3 separate regions of the Zea mays genome follow, and all the other regions are linked to region 1. Evidence: chromatin contacts called from public Hi-C data. All regions are on one chromosome and are shown on one strand. The core of a region is the stretch at or near the end of the contact, and the rest is flanking DNA. Distances in the headings are between cores, read along the strand shown. Region 1 holds the start of LOC100382892. Region 2 holds the start of LOC103651197 (pentatricopeptide repeat-containing protein At3g58590). Region 3 holds the start of LOC100272663.

Region 1 (4,676 bases), core at 637-3,136:
CGGCATCAAAGCACTTCCAATAATAGAGGCATGCAAATGCAACGCATAGAGCGGCCGCAGTCCGCAGATCGATCCCCACCGCCCCCCGCCCGCCCTTCTTCCTGCTGCCTGCCCTGCCCTGCCCCCTATCATTCATTATTGGCATGGAGGGAGAGGACATCATACAGAAGCAAACAGCGCAGCACTTGCACTCCTAACTGCTACAGGGCACTAAACTGATCTTAAATTCGGCTGCGGCCGGGCTGCCGCCTCGTGTTCTTTACTTGTTTTGCTCGATCCCTTTTGCCGCCGCCTTTTCTTCTTCCTGCTGTGCCTGCCATGCCATCGCCTACTACGACATTATACGCATCATTATTGGAGGCTGCAATTACATCGGCTGCTGCTGCTTTGCCTCTCTTGCCTGCTTTATGGAGTCATCAGGATCTAGCTAGCGGGCGACAAGCAGCTGCGTGGCTAAAGGAAGGCCAGAATCTTCCTTCGAATAATGAGGCGAGAAGAGAAACATTAAAAGGGACCAAAGGGGGAAACCCCATCGTCACCACATGCATGCTGAGAATCATGAATTTGAAGAAAAAATAATAATATATGGAATAGTGTAAAACGGTAGTAGCAGTAGCAAGAACTAATGAAACAGTAACGGCTGTCTAGTTTCAAGCTAGGGAACGGCTTGATTAAACCTTAGTTACACAGGCACACGGTCGCTCGAATATAGCCGCAGCAGCAGCAGCTAATAACTAATAATGCGAAAATCCCATCACCTAATAAACAAACTCCTACATGAAATGACATACACCTGAGCAGCAGCACATCAGTGAAGAGCTAGCAGTGTGTGTGTGTTAAGCTCGCACACCTTACCTCGTAGTCGTAGTTAAGCACGTACGTTCATCACTCTCTCATCGCTTCGCTTCCTTGCTCCTCCTGGCCCTGGAGCCGCTGGGCCGCGGCCGGCGGCGCGAGGAACCCCATGAACCCGCCGCCGGCGCCAACCAGATGGCTGAAGCCGACCTGCCCAGCCATCGCCGACGGCTGCTGGTGGATCGCGGCCAGAGGGTCGAGCCAAGTGCGGGCCGCAGACGGCCAGCCGCCACTGGACTGAAGGGGTTCCCCTTGGGAGAAGAGCTGCCCGCCCTGGTGGTCTAGCCCCCCTTGCCGTGGGGGCACGCCGAACATGTAGCTGTCGCCGCCATTGCCGGCTCCCGCGCCGTTCTCCGAAGCATGCTGCCACGACGGCATTCTCTGGCCGTGTTCCGCCGCCCAGCCTTGGACGCCTGCTGCACCAGAGATCATACCGTGCTGGTTCGGGGACACATGGCCGAAGAACTGCTGCTGCTGCTGGTGGGCTTGGTGGCTATTAGCGGACTGGAGAGTGAGGCAAAGCTCCTGCGGCTGGTGGTTGGTGGTCGTGCGCGACAGGAGGTCCGGCGGGGAGCCCCTGTACTCGTCCTGGGTGGGGGTGGTGCTGGCTGCCGACGACGAGGGGAACAAAGACTTGACGTTCGCGGAGCCGGAGACGCCGCCATCGGCGCCGCCGACAGAATGTGGCATGAACGAGCCGGCCATAGCACCGATGGCGCCACCGGGGTTGCCGAACCGGTAGGGCGACGTCGACGTCACCTGCTCGGCCGGCTCGGTGGCATCTGCCGCCTCCGTGGGAGGCTGCTGCACCTCCACCCGGTCGGCCGGGATCTCGTCGATGGCGGCCTTAGCGTTGCGGATGAGCCAGTCGACGGCCTTGCTGGGGCGGTCGTAGCCTAGCCGATCCTGCACGTCGTAGAACCGGATGGCCGTGTGCGCCGCGAGGCGGACACGGCGGTCGCGCAGCCCGCGCGCGGTGCACACCTTGCTGTGGCGGTCCTTGCGCCCGGCGGCGGAGCGCACGATGCGGCCGCTCACGAATGCGGTGGCCAGCGCGTCCACGGGCGTCGACTCGCCGCTGCTGACGCCATCGGCGCCGGCTCCTGCAGCCCTCGGCGGCTGCTGCTGCTGCTGCTGCTGCTGCTGCCTCCCGTGGTGCTGGAGGTAGCTGAATCCTTGCTGGTGATAGATCTGGAGCTGCTCCTGCGCCTGCGCTCTCTCCTTCTCCTGGAGCAGGTAGTGCAGGGTGCTGGTGGCGGCGGTAGGGTTGCTCCAAGGGTCCAAGCCCTTGGACAACTGGTTCTTGTCCTCCTCCAGCTTGAGCTAACTCACTTGCGCACTCCCTACAACACAGCCGGAAAGAACAAAGCTACTAGCTAGGAATCAAAAGAGAGAAAAACTAATCGCGCGCCTAAGAGACCGAACCGTTTCAGCTGCATGCGATCCTCCCCGCGCCAAAGCTCTCACTCGGCTGGCCATGTCGATGAAAAAGATTTAGTGGCCATATGGGCGGAAGGAAGTTGGGACTTGGGAACCGTCCACAAGCACAAGGACTCCGTCCGCAGGAGGAGAGGCGCAGCGCAGGCAGATAGAAGTAGAACCACACCAAGCCAAGCTGCTTAATAGTAGCTCCTGCGTGCGCTGGTGGCCTGGGAGCATGCAGCCGGCCGGCCTCTCTTTTGTGAAAGTGACAAGCAAAAGAAGGCAGTGCAGATCTTATCTCGGCAACCTCTCTCTGTGACCGAGGAGAGGGAAGGCCGAGGAGAAGGGAGGGAGAAATTAAAAAGATTAGGACCTCTCTACCAGAAAGGTGAAATAATTATTATTCTACTAGTACTCCTTCGATCTTTTACCTACACCTTGACAAGGACAAGAGCTACCACGTACTCCTAGTACCATATATATTTGAACTGAGAGGAGAAGATCGTGTCTCTTCTCCATTTTCTGGTCCCTTCTCAGTTTTAATTTTTTGTGTGGGTGAAGTGTAGTACGTACGCAGAGAGGCCGCTATAGCCTGCTATAGATGGATTGATAGGATGATGCAGGGTCGCAGCAGGGAAAGGGTGGCGCGGACAGGCAGGCCCAGAGACAGGAGTCAGGGTGTAGGCCAGAAACTAATTTGCTGAGATCACGTGTCTCTCTGCCTCACTTCCTGATCTCAATTCATTGTTATTAGGAGAAGCCACAATAAATTCCTCCCCTTGCACTTCCTGCACAAAACTGTGCTAGCTGCTCCAACTGGACAGCCCCCACAGTCTGCACGATAAGCCAGCTGATCGTCATCGTGTGTGCTATGTGTGTGTAGTACGTGATATTCTTTGTGCAATCCTTCTTGCAAACTTGTGCACAAGTTCACGTGATGGAGAATTATAAGATTTCCTTTTAAGACCATTAGTGCACACATCTAGGGTATTTTTCTTCGGTTTCATGTTTAACTTTGCCATTTACTATATATGACCTCTCATTTCACATTGAAAAGGTTAAACGAGAAATGCATGTCAAGTACTATGTGGAGTCTGTAACTTTAACTGCGACTGTCATGTGTGGAGCTTCTTGGAAGCCAAGGTACGATGGTCATGTGTCATTCGTGTCTGCCCCCACATTATTCCTGACAAATTGTTTGAGAAAACGTATATTTTTTTCTACTATTTACTGTGATAAAATAGAAAACTTGTACCTACCCACTAGTTACTGGCTTTTGTTTAATGCTCAGTGTTATCCTCTCCATTTTAAATTATAAAATATTTTATCTTTTTAGATATATTGTTTTTATGGCGTATCTAGATATATTGTACATCTAACTGTATATCAACTAAAAACTATGAATTTGGAAAAAAAAACATCTTATAATTTGAAATAGAGGCACCATCGGAACAGAGTACTTTGCCGAGTGCCACAGACAATCGGCAAAACCTCGAAAACTCTCGGCAAATGCTTTGCCGAGTGTGACACTCGGTAAAGAGGACTTAGTGAATTGTACATCGACAATGGCCTCTTTGACGAGTACTTTATGTCTGCCACTCAATAAAAGTCTTTGCCAAGTGCCAACTTGTGCTCGGCAAATAAAAGTCATTGTGACGATGCCAAGTGATGGTGACAGATCCTTTGTCGGGTGTGCTCACTGGCACTCGACAAATAAGGAGACTTTGTCGAGTGCCTCCTGGCCTAGCACTCAGCAAAGGGAGCTCCAGTGGGCCCCACGCCAGCCTCTGCAAGATGGAACTCAAGCGAGCTTTTTTGCCGAGTGTTGTCTGCCTAGCTCTCGGTAAAGGGGCTTTAGTGGGCCCCACACTAGTCTCTGTGCCGAGTGCTCTGGTTGATATATATATATATATATATATATATATATATATATATATATATATATATATATATATATATATATATATATATATATATATATATATATATATCACCAACACCACATATCTAACAAATAGCACCACATCAACAAGTTTCACAAACATATCACCAACACCAAGTATCTCACAAACATAAAAATCACATGTATCTCACAAATCAACACCAAGTATTACCAACATCAACAAGTTTCACAAATATCACCAACACTCACAAACATAAGTCTCACAAGTTTCACAATCACCATTAAGAGAAGATCATCAACGAGGTGGCCAGTTGGACGGGTTCGGCGACGGGTTGGGTGAAACCATGTGGGTTGTTTGATGCCGCTAATATATTATGCGCAGAGAAGAGATTGCATGTGTGAGACCAGATGAATATATATCATATAAGACTAAAATTTTGATACTCATAGGAATAGAGAACTGAGTAGGGTTAGTTGCAGGGAACAATGGAGGTGG
Region 2 (4,676 bases), core at 898-3,397, 190 kb after region 1:
AGGGCTTATTCGGTTTGGTTTCAATCTATATAGATTAAGTGAGATTGGATGAGTTTAAATTCTAAAAAATCAAACTTCTTCTTATTTTTTTCAATCTCATCTAATCCATGTGTAATATGAATAATCGAACAAAGGTTTAATTGGCTGGTATTAGAACTGTATATGGACAAACCGAAGGTGTATTCTCGTGAAGTTATTTTGGCAGGAAGGCAACCAGGAAAGCAACCAGTTCGTCAGGTGCTGCAAGCCTGCAAGTACTTCAAGCCAAAACATGCATATTTGTGAGGACGTTTGTATAGAACTGATTATGGATTCAAAATTATGAATCCACGAAGGGCGGCCCTGGTGTAAGATTTCTATGGGATATGATGATGCACCAAAGAGCTCACTTGAGTAGTGTTTGGTTCCGAGGTCAGCGGGGACGAAGCGGCTCCATTATATAGAGAGTGGTTCCATCCGAGAGATTTTGATGAGGCGGATGACATTTGAACATAATTTTTTCTTTTTAAAGTCACTCTATCCTAAGGAACCAATCCAAATAACAACAAATTAAGAGTGAAACGGCTCTATCCTACTATACTCTATAACTAAATACTACCTTAGAAAGATAAACAAAGCATACAAAGAGAAACAAAGCAAAGAAGGAAAAGAGAGACGAACCAAGAATGTTTTTTTTTTCACAGATCAATTGATTGGCCGGATCATCCAAGCTTTCAGGTCCGTTCATGGCTCAGTGCAAATGGATAAACCGTACAGGACCTCTAGAATTTTAGAACCCCTAGCTCTTGCATGGCTCCATCAGTTTCAGCTTAAATTTAGATTTTAGTCGTTACAAGTGTTGCGGACTACCAAACATCTAGTTTTTAGTCCACTTTTATGAGAATCGTTTTGATGAAAATCGTTTAAAATGAATGTAAACACACAATCGGCCGAGTCGTCGTGATAGGATGAATCTGTTACTTTCTAGATTTCAAACCCTATAGACTCCTTCATCTTCCTACACACACGTAATCCACGCGATACTTACACTCTCTCCTCAATCAGATTCCCAGAAAAGATTGTCAGAAAAAGCTAAACCGAACATGCCCTATATACTGGGCTATGACCTCTATATGCTAAAAATATAAATTCTGAGTTCAATTTTTAAATCAGCGAGATAATTGTGTATGAATGCCTATAATTTCTAATTAGTAATATAGCAAAAAACATATTATTATATAATGACTTTGATAATTTGGTTATTTATACTTTCCTTGTATAAGAGATCTATCGAAACGTTTGAATGCCTTAAGCTGATTCTAACGGGCAGAATCTGGCCAGCAGAAACAAATAGTCCTAATAAGGAATTTTTAACAAGCTACCAAGCTATAGCAAAACGATTCTTTTTAAAATTATATAATTCTTACTCATTTTTTATGAATTATATAAAATTTATTTACTTAATTACGTAATCAGATGAATTGTTATTTTTAATAAAATAATGTGTTTCGTATTAAGTATTAACTAAACGTCTATAAAAGAAAATTTGAGATAGTTCTACGTTGACAATCGATTGTAGAGATTGACAATAGAACTGATAACTAACGTGGAGATAATTGATATAGGGTGTGTTTAGTTATCTATATAGTCTTTAGCGAGACTCATTGTTTGCAGGGACGATATGTTAACATGACGATAATTAATATAGGGTGTGTTTGGTTCTATTGTGTGTGGAGATTGAGCAGGGCGCAAAAACCACGAGTGGGCTTGGCGCCTTGGCTAGAGAGAAACCAAATCAAAATCTGTTTTCTCCGGGGGCATGCTCTACTAATGCAATTCCTAATAATTAACATGTAATTATTGTCTATTAAATAATTTTAATTTATTTAAAAGTGGATTAAGGACTATCATTAATATTTTTTAATGATGCATCAACATGTAATTAGTATCTATTAAACATTTTCAATTTCTTTAAAAGTGATTAAGGCTTGAAGTATGATATGGTAAATTTATAGATGCACAAGTTGTCCGATCACATGAAAATATAATAAATTTTAATAGCTTTTGAATACATGCAACAAGTATTAATGCAAGTAACTAAACAACATCTGTAATGGATCGGATTGGAGTCAGGCTCACTATAGAGCCAATCAGGCCCATAAGGCCCATAGTCCACTACAGTTCGAACAAGCCTACGTGCGCTGCGCGCTTCCAATGCCGCGCCCGCCGCTTGCTCGAGCTCGACGGGATGCCGCGTCCAAGCCCGCCGCTCTCCGAGTCCCTCTTCAACTCCCTCATCGCCTCCCGCTCCCGCACCGGTCGCGTTGTCGACGCCCTCTCGCTCCTCACGCGCATGCTTGCTGCCGGCGTCGCCCCGACCGCGTTCACCTTCTCACCGATCCTCGCCTCGCCTTCCGCCACCGCCTGCTGTGCCGCGCAGCTGCACCCGCACATTCTCAAGAGGGGCCTGCTCCACTGCGAGCCCTACTCGGGGACCTCGCTAGTGGGGTTCTTCGGGCGAAGCGGGCGCTTCGACGAGGCGCTCAAGGTGTTCGGTGAAATGACCGTAAGGAGCGTTGTCACCTGGAATTGTCTCATCTATTCGTTTGTGCAGTTTGGACACAGCCGCGCTGCAGTGTCCTGGTTCAGGGAGCTCGTGAGAAGTGGCGATGGCTTGTCAGATGGCTCGTTTGTTGCCATATTGCCTTCGTTTGGGTTGCCAGAGCAAGTTCATGGTGTAATGAACAAAATTGGAATGGGTTCCCTCTCAGCAGTTGCAAATGCATTGCTGAATTCATACTGTACTTGTGGTGCAATAGATGTGGCAGAGAAGCTATTCAATGAGATAATGTTTAGAGATGTGGTTTGTTGGAATACAATGATAACTGGTTTTGCAAGGAGTCATGTCCCAGAGAGAGCTTTTGAGCTTTTCTTGAGTATGCAACGTCAGGGCATTTTTCCAAATGAAATTACATTTGCCAGTGTTCTGTATGCTTGCACCGTTATAGATGGACACAAACATGGGAGATTTGTTCATGCGAAAATTATCAAGCACAATCTCAGCACAAGTGTGTCCGTGAACACTTCATTGGTTGGTTTCTATGCAAATTGTAGTAGGGGTGATGCTCATAAAGTGCTTGAAGGGGTTCATGGAAATAGCACCACGTGTTGGAATGCTCTGATTTCTGGTCACTCTGATTGTGATGATCCAACTTATTTGGTTATTGTGAGACACATGCTGCAATCAGGGATTAAACCAAATGAAGTTACTTTGTCATCTCTCAAGGATCCATCACTATTGGATCTCCAGCAGGTTCACTCATTGGTCATAAGATTGGGTCATGGTGGTAATGACTATGTTTCAAGTGCTATCATATCATCGTATGCTTCACATGGCATTATTTTTGATGCCTTATCTTATGGAGCTGCACTGGATCCAGACTCATGTAGTGTTTCTATGAATGTTTTAGCTGGTGTCTGTAACAAAGCTCACATGTACCAAGAAACTAAGGACCTACTTCTACATAAGCGAGATCGAGATACTATTTCATGGAGCATACTCATTACTGCTTGCGCACGGAATGGTGATTTCATTGAAGCTTTTGGATTTTTCAGGCAGATGAGGATCTTTGGGCACCGTTTTGATAGTTATGTATGTGTGAGCTTGCTGGGCATTTGTACCAAAAACAATAGCCTTTATCTTGGTAAGTTGATTCATGGACTTTTCATCAAGACCAATTCCAGTTGCTCTGACAGTTATGTTGATAATATGTTGCTAGATATGTATGCTAAATGTGGTAGAATTGAAGACTGTCTCAGAGTCTTTGAGGAAATGGAAGACAGGAACCTTATATCATGGACAACTGTGATTTCAGGACTTGGACTTAATGGTTTTTCTCGTAAGGCCTTGGCATTGTTTAAAGCCATGGAAAAGGATGGCTGCAAACCTGACAAAGTAGCAATTCTAGCAGTCCTGTCATCTTGTAGACATGGTAGGCTTGTGCAGGAGGGGATGAAGATATTCAAAAATTTGAAAGCTGATTATTCAATTGAAGCTGATATGGAGCATTACATTTGTGTGGTGGACATGCTATGCAAGTGTGGTTATTTGAAGGAAGCTGAGGTCGTGATTAGAGGCATGCCTTTCCAACCAAGCACTGCCATATGTCGCACATTCCTCCAAGGATGCAAGACATATGGTGTTACAGAGGCACAAGTTTTTAGCCAGCCGTGGATCAAATAGAATTCCTGTTGCATGGAGGTGTGCTTTTCGTCCCGTTAACCTTTTTTTTTTGCTGATAGTTCAATATTTAGAATGGACTGGATCAAGTTCATTTTTATTGGACCTGCACATATTGAAGTACCACAAAAATAGAAGAGAGATGTATATTAGATCACCATGTCCATTTAGATGTTAGATCATGCATCCTCATTGATGATGCTTTTCTGGTAGATGCAGTAGCTTTCTGGTTTGTCATATTTGTTTTCCCACAGTTTGTCTTTTGTTAATACTTAATACCATCTTAAGTTGTTTAATTTAATTGCATAACTTACCCAGGGTTTGGGGAAGGGAACTTCGTAATAGCCTTACCCTTGGTTTACTTTTCAAGAAGAACACTAGTGGATAGACTACCACTGTGCCAGCCTGCTGTCTAGGTCACAATTCTTAAAGCGGTAAGGCGAGACAAGGCGTTGGA
Region 3 (4,676 bases), core at 1,146-3,645, 170 kb before region 1:
ACTCCGTCGACAAAGATCCGAAACTATTTCTATGTTCAATGTTCATGGACAGGATCCAGCACCAGCTAGCACACACATGTAAAGCTGAATCTGATAGTCTTCTGGAACAAGCTGAGCGTACGGCCATGCATGTGGCGAGTTAACAGAACCGGACCGGACAAGCTGAGCGCCGTACAGCAACGTAACGAATAAAAGAACGCTACTGTGCTTCGACCCCATTGCAGTATTTTGTACGTATAGTGTATACTCACCCAAGCATAAAAGCCACGCGAATTATTCCTGCTCCAACCAAACGGATCTTGCGCAAGGAGGCAAGGCTCGTGTTGTACCACCAGCTTGGTCGACCACCCAGGGACCACAGAGGCATGTGCACTTGGATCATGGCAGTACGCGTGGGGTTCGATTCCTACCGCGCGCGCGCTCCGGCCGGCCGGGGTAAAGGCATCGGCGTGCATGCATGCACGGCCGGGACGACGCGGGGGGAGAGAGCGCCCGCCCCGCCTAGTGTTGCTTTGCTTCCATTCCATGATCCATCCCGGCCGGACGGGTCTTCACACATCACATGCACATGGGCGCGTGTCACTTGCGACGACGCTGTTGCTATTGCGAGCCAGCCTGTGCTGCACGGCGCCGATCTATCACAGCCTACATCTACGACCTTTTGCTAGCTGTTGGCTATTACGCATCAACGCATGCATGTGCTGAAATGACAAGTTATTCGCCGCATCGTCCTCAGGCCTCAGCTCGCTCCAAAGTAAATGCATGTGTGTCCGTGAATTATATGGTATCGATCGTGACCACGCATGTCTGATGATGTCTGTAATTAACTTCAGTAAAATTAATGGCTTGAATCTATCAGAATTTCTTGGTATATATGCACACTATGCATCGGATTCCTATTTTTCTAAAGGAAAATGAACTAATTTTCCTTGATAAAACGGGATTCCTAAACTAGCCCTTGAAGAGGGAAATTTCAGGCCACTTTGCTCCACAGCATGAATGCAGATGCATCATGCTCATGCGTGTCTTTTTTATCGATCGAGTACTACGTTTGTCGGAGCTACTACCAATCGTGTTTACAAAATTGCACATATATATAATTTCTTACGCAAGTTTGTAGGTGTGGGGTGTGGGGTGGGGGGGGGGGGGGGGTTGCATGTGGAGTTGTTTTCCATGCATGTCTGTATCGATCGATCACATTTGAATGAGGTGCCAGATTTCTTCTGCATTTTTCAAGAGAGCTAGCGTTTACGCTCAAGCAGCTACAATTCTTATGCATTATGCGTGATAGCACTGGTTTATTTGTGTTGGAGCAAGAAACTTAGAAGTTTCATAGAATCATAGTATCGATATATCATATATAGTAATGCTGGTGCTTACCTGCAGTGTTGTGACGCTGCGCTCGAGCTCGGAGATGTACTGCAGCTTCCTCACCCGCGACCTCTGAGCTGACTGCCGGTTGGCAAGGATCCTGGAAGAAATTCGGCGCAAGCAAAGGCTCGTTTCAGTCTGCATTTTGCATGCACGCATGGCGGGCTAGCTCGATCGACCGGGCTCACCTCTTCACCCTCTTGGGGTCCCGGATCAGCTCCGTGGAGGCGGCGGCGGCGGCGGCAGCTTGCCCCGTCGCCTGCGCGTCCGCGGCTTCGTTGTGCTCGCCACCATCGAAGCCATTGCAGCTGGTGGTGGTGCTGGTGCCTCCCGCCGCAGGGCCACCGCCGCCGCGCCTATCGCCGTAACTGTCGCTGCTGCCGCCGTTGTTCTCGGACCCTGCCGCGGACGACCCGCCGCCGCCGCCGCCGGCGGCGGCCTCGTCGGGGAACATGGACATGAGCTGGTCGTCGTCGAGCCTGTCGAACTCGCCGGCCGCGGGCGCCACCTCGACGAAGGCGACCGAGTCGCTCAGGGACCTGCGGTGCGCGCCCCGCCGCGACGCAGCGAACTCGGCGAAGTCATCGGCCCACGCCGCCGCGCCGTGGTGGCCGCCCTCCGGCCAGCGGTGCACCGCGGTCGGGACCCTGGGCGGCAGCTGCGCCATATTATGTGCGCGTCCGCCCGATCCCCCGCCGCGCGGACAATGGACAATGTGCTGGCACGGCGGCTCTCTCGATCGTCGTAGCCTGGTGCCGCCAGCAGTGTGCGCGCTCGCTCGCTAGATCTCGCGATAGATGGGCGGCGCGGCGCCTGGAGCTTAGCTTTATAGTGATGCAGTGCAGTAGCTACGAGACCGCACGGCACCACCGTCCTGGCCCCCGGGTAGCTTGTGCCGGGGCGAGGGGATGGAGACGGACGGGAATTGGAATTGGAGGGGTCACATGGGACGAGACTTTTGGAACATGAGGACAGCCTGCGCCAGCTAGCTAGCTAGCTCCTTCCCTGCTCCGAGAGCGATCCAGTATTCCAGTGGAGTGCGCTACGTACGCGTAGCGCGGGTAGTTGTTGGTGGGGGCTCGGCGCGCGGCTGCGGGCTGCGGCTCGTTCGTTTCAAGTGGCAGCGAAAGCTGAAAAGGGGCACGCGAGGCGCCGACCACCCAGCCGAGACAGACAGGCAGTAGATTTACCGCCCGCGGCGCGGATCCACCGCTCGCTCGCTCGCTGGGGGCGCTTGGCTTGAAATGGATCAGCTAGCGGTCGTTGTCGCCCAAAATTGGCCGCGTCACTGTCACCAACGACCCGGTGCGTGGGTGTCGAAGCGATTAGGCAACTAGGGGGAGCGATTACATGTCGTTGCTGATCACATGCATGCCGAGCAGCTTCGTTTTCATGCAGGGCGTCACGAGGATATGATGCGCCCTGCTGGACTGGACCACCATGGCCGATCGGGTCACCACCGGCTTGATTTCTTTGATGGCGACTGGCGAGCGGTGAGCAGGCCGGTGGTGATTCTTCATGCATGCACAGGTGAATCGGAGCGGCGTCGTCGCGTCGATGTAGCTACAGGATAAACAAAGGACTCGGTGGTGGAAGCTTTGCGCCCAAAAGAAACCCATATGCACTGCGGTCGTATCGTTCCGTTCCGTCAGACAGCTGACAGCAGCATCCCCTCGGGATCAGAGATCTAACCGTGCCCGTCTTGTTCCTTGCCGCTCGGGCTCTGTACTGTGTATGATGCGCTTTAATCTACCCACGCCATCCTTAGCTTCTTGATTAATCAATCTGCGTCAGAGGAAAGCCTGTGTGCGGATGTTGGGCTGAATATAAAATTAGCTCAGTCTGATCTCTCCCGAGCAGGGCAACTATATGTAGTGTTTGGATGGATGGATGAAGAGAGATGGAGTGTGATCATTCTAACTTGATCCATATTTGGTTTGGAGGTCAAGAGTCAAGGTCAAAAAATATTCTTTAAAAATAGTGGATGAAGCTATCCCTCAAAAAATAAGGGACAGGGTCAACCTAAGTTTGATCTCGTCCCATCCCTCGTTGACACCGAACCAAACACATCGTAAGTTACTACTTCCGTTCACAAATATATGACATCGTTAACTTTTTTCGAAAACTTTGACCACTTATCTTATTCGAAATATTTATTTAAAAATATAAAATTTTAAGTCAAACACTAACCACCTTAAGTGATAAAACAAATCATAAAAAATAAATAATAATTTATTATTTTCTGGATAAGACGAGTGATAAAAGTTTTTAAAAAAACAACAACAATGTCATATATTTATGAACAGAGAATGAGTATAGTACTTTGGTTTTAGCTTTGGCGCTTCACTTGAGCAGATAGAAACGTGGGAAGTTGAAGGAATAATGGCTGAACATGGTTGTATATTCTTCCTCCATTCTAAATTATTAGTTCGCTTTAGTTTTACTTATTATAAATTAAGATTTACTGTTTCTAATTTGTTTTACATAAAACTGCACCAAAACTAGTCGCTTCTTGTAGTTATTAAACATCAAGTCAGTCCATTAAATTCTTTAAGAAGTAAGACTTGATATTGCATATATTTAAAATATATCGATGTTTATATACTTTTCTAAAACTTAGCTAGAAATCACATATATTTTTTTATTTAAAACAACACCATAGTGTTGTCAATAATATATACTAGGGTACCCAAATCAAGCTTGTCGACGTTTCGAGCCTTGCTCCGACAAGTAAATTTATTGTGCGCGTTCCGGACTTCGGACGGTGTGCGCAACTGTAAATCATCTAGGCCCCTTAGTGGTGTTTTGGTAATTCATGACAACTGCTTGTGAACTAACGATTCTTGCAGAAATAAGAATGCAGGATTCAACCACAGGAAACAGGAAAGTCTTGGAGACTTATAACTGTTGGGGACTTGTTCTCAAATGCTATGAGTTAAGAACAAGACAACACAAAATTTTAAATGTTAATGTCCTTCGTCCTTCGAAGCATTATTTCCCTTAGGATATAATGATCTTTAGACGAAGGTTACGAAGGACATACCTTCATCAACGCGATATATGTTAATAAAAGAAGAAGTATATGAAATATAAGAGGCAAGATAAACAATCACATAACATTATTAATTCATTCTCATTGTATTATCCTGAAAAGACAAAAATAATATTGAATTACAAATGTACCTTCGGCTTGATAGAAGGCAAAAGTACAAGTGTGACGCAAAAGCGAGTACAAGTCAGCGTGAACAGTACGGGGTACTGTTCATCTATTTATAGGCACAGGACACAGCCTGTGAGAAATTACA

What was found. Hi-C and Micro-C count contacts between places; a contact is called where the count stands out from the background.
Region 2: a contact with region 1 is called in a Hi-C map of tassel, with 2.2 times the contacts expected there. The contact joins the promoter of LOC103651197 here to the promoter of LOC100382892 in region 1. A contact is called at or near these places in 2 of 25 Hi-C or Micro-C datasets (ear and tassel).
Region 3: a Hi-C map of tassel shows a contact between it and region 1, with 4 times the contacts expected there. The contact joins the promoter of LOC100272663 here to the promoter of LOC100382892 in region 1. A contact is called at or near these places in 2 of 25 Hi-C or Micro-C datasets (ear and tassel).

Annotation. Positions count from the first base shown.
Region 1 is chr3:201,402,778-201,407,453 of Zm-B73-REFERENCE-NAM-5.0, forward strand. It overlaps LOC100382892, which reads right to left and starts at 1,887. Exons shown (of 1, transcript NM_001175581.1): 1 at 652-1,887. The coding sequence starts at 1,560. The coding sequence ends at 886.
Region 2 is chr3:201,596,469-201,601,144 of Zm-B73-REFERENCE-NAM-5.0, forward strand. LOC103651197 (pentatricopeptide repeat-containing protein At3g58590) reads left to right here and starts at 2,148. Exons shown (of 3, transcript XM_008676817.3): 1 at 2,148-4,240. The coding sequence starts at 2,228. The coding sequence ends at 4,222.
Region 3 is chr3:201,230,904-201,235,579 of Zm-B73-REFERENCE-NAM-5.0, forward strand. LOC100272663 reads right to left here and starts at 2,396. Exons shown (of 4, transcript NM_001147121.1): 1 at 1,560-2,396; 2 at 1,381-1,471. The coding sequence starts at 2,038.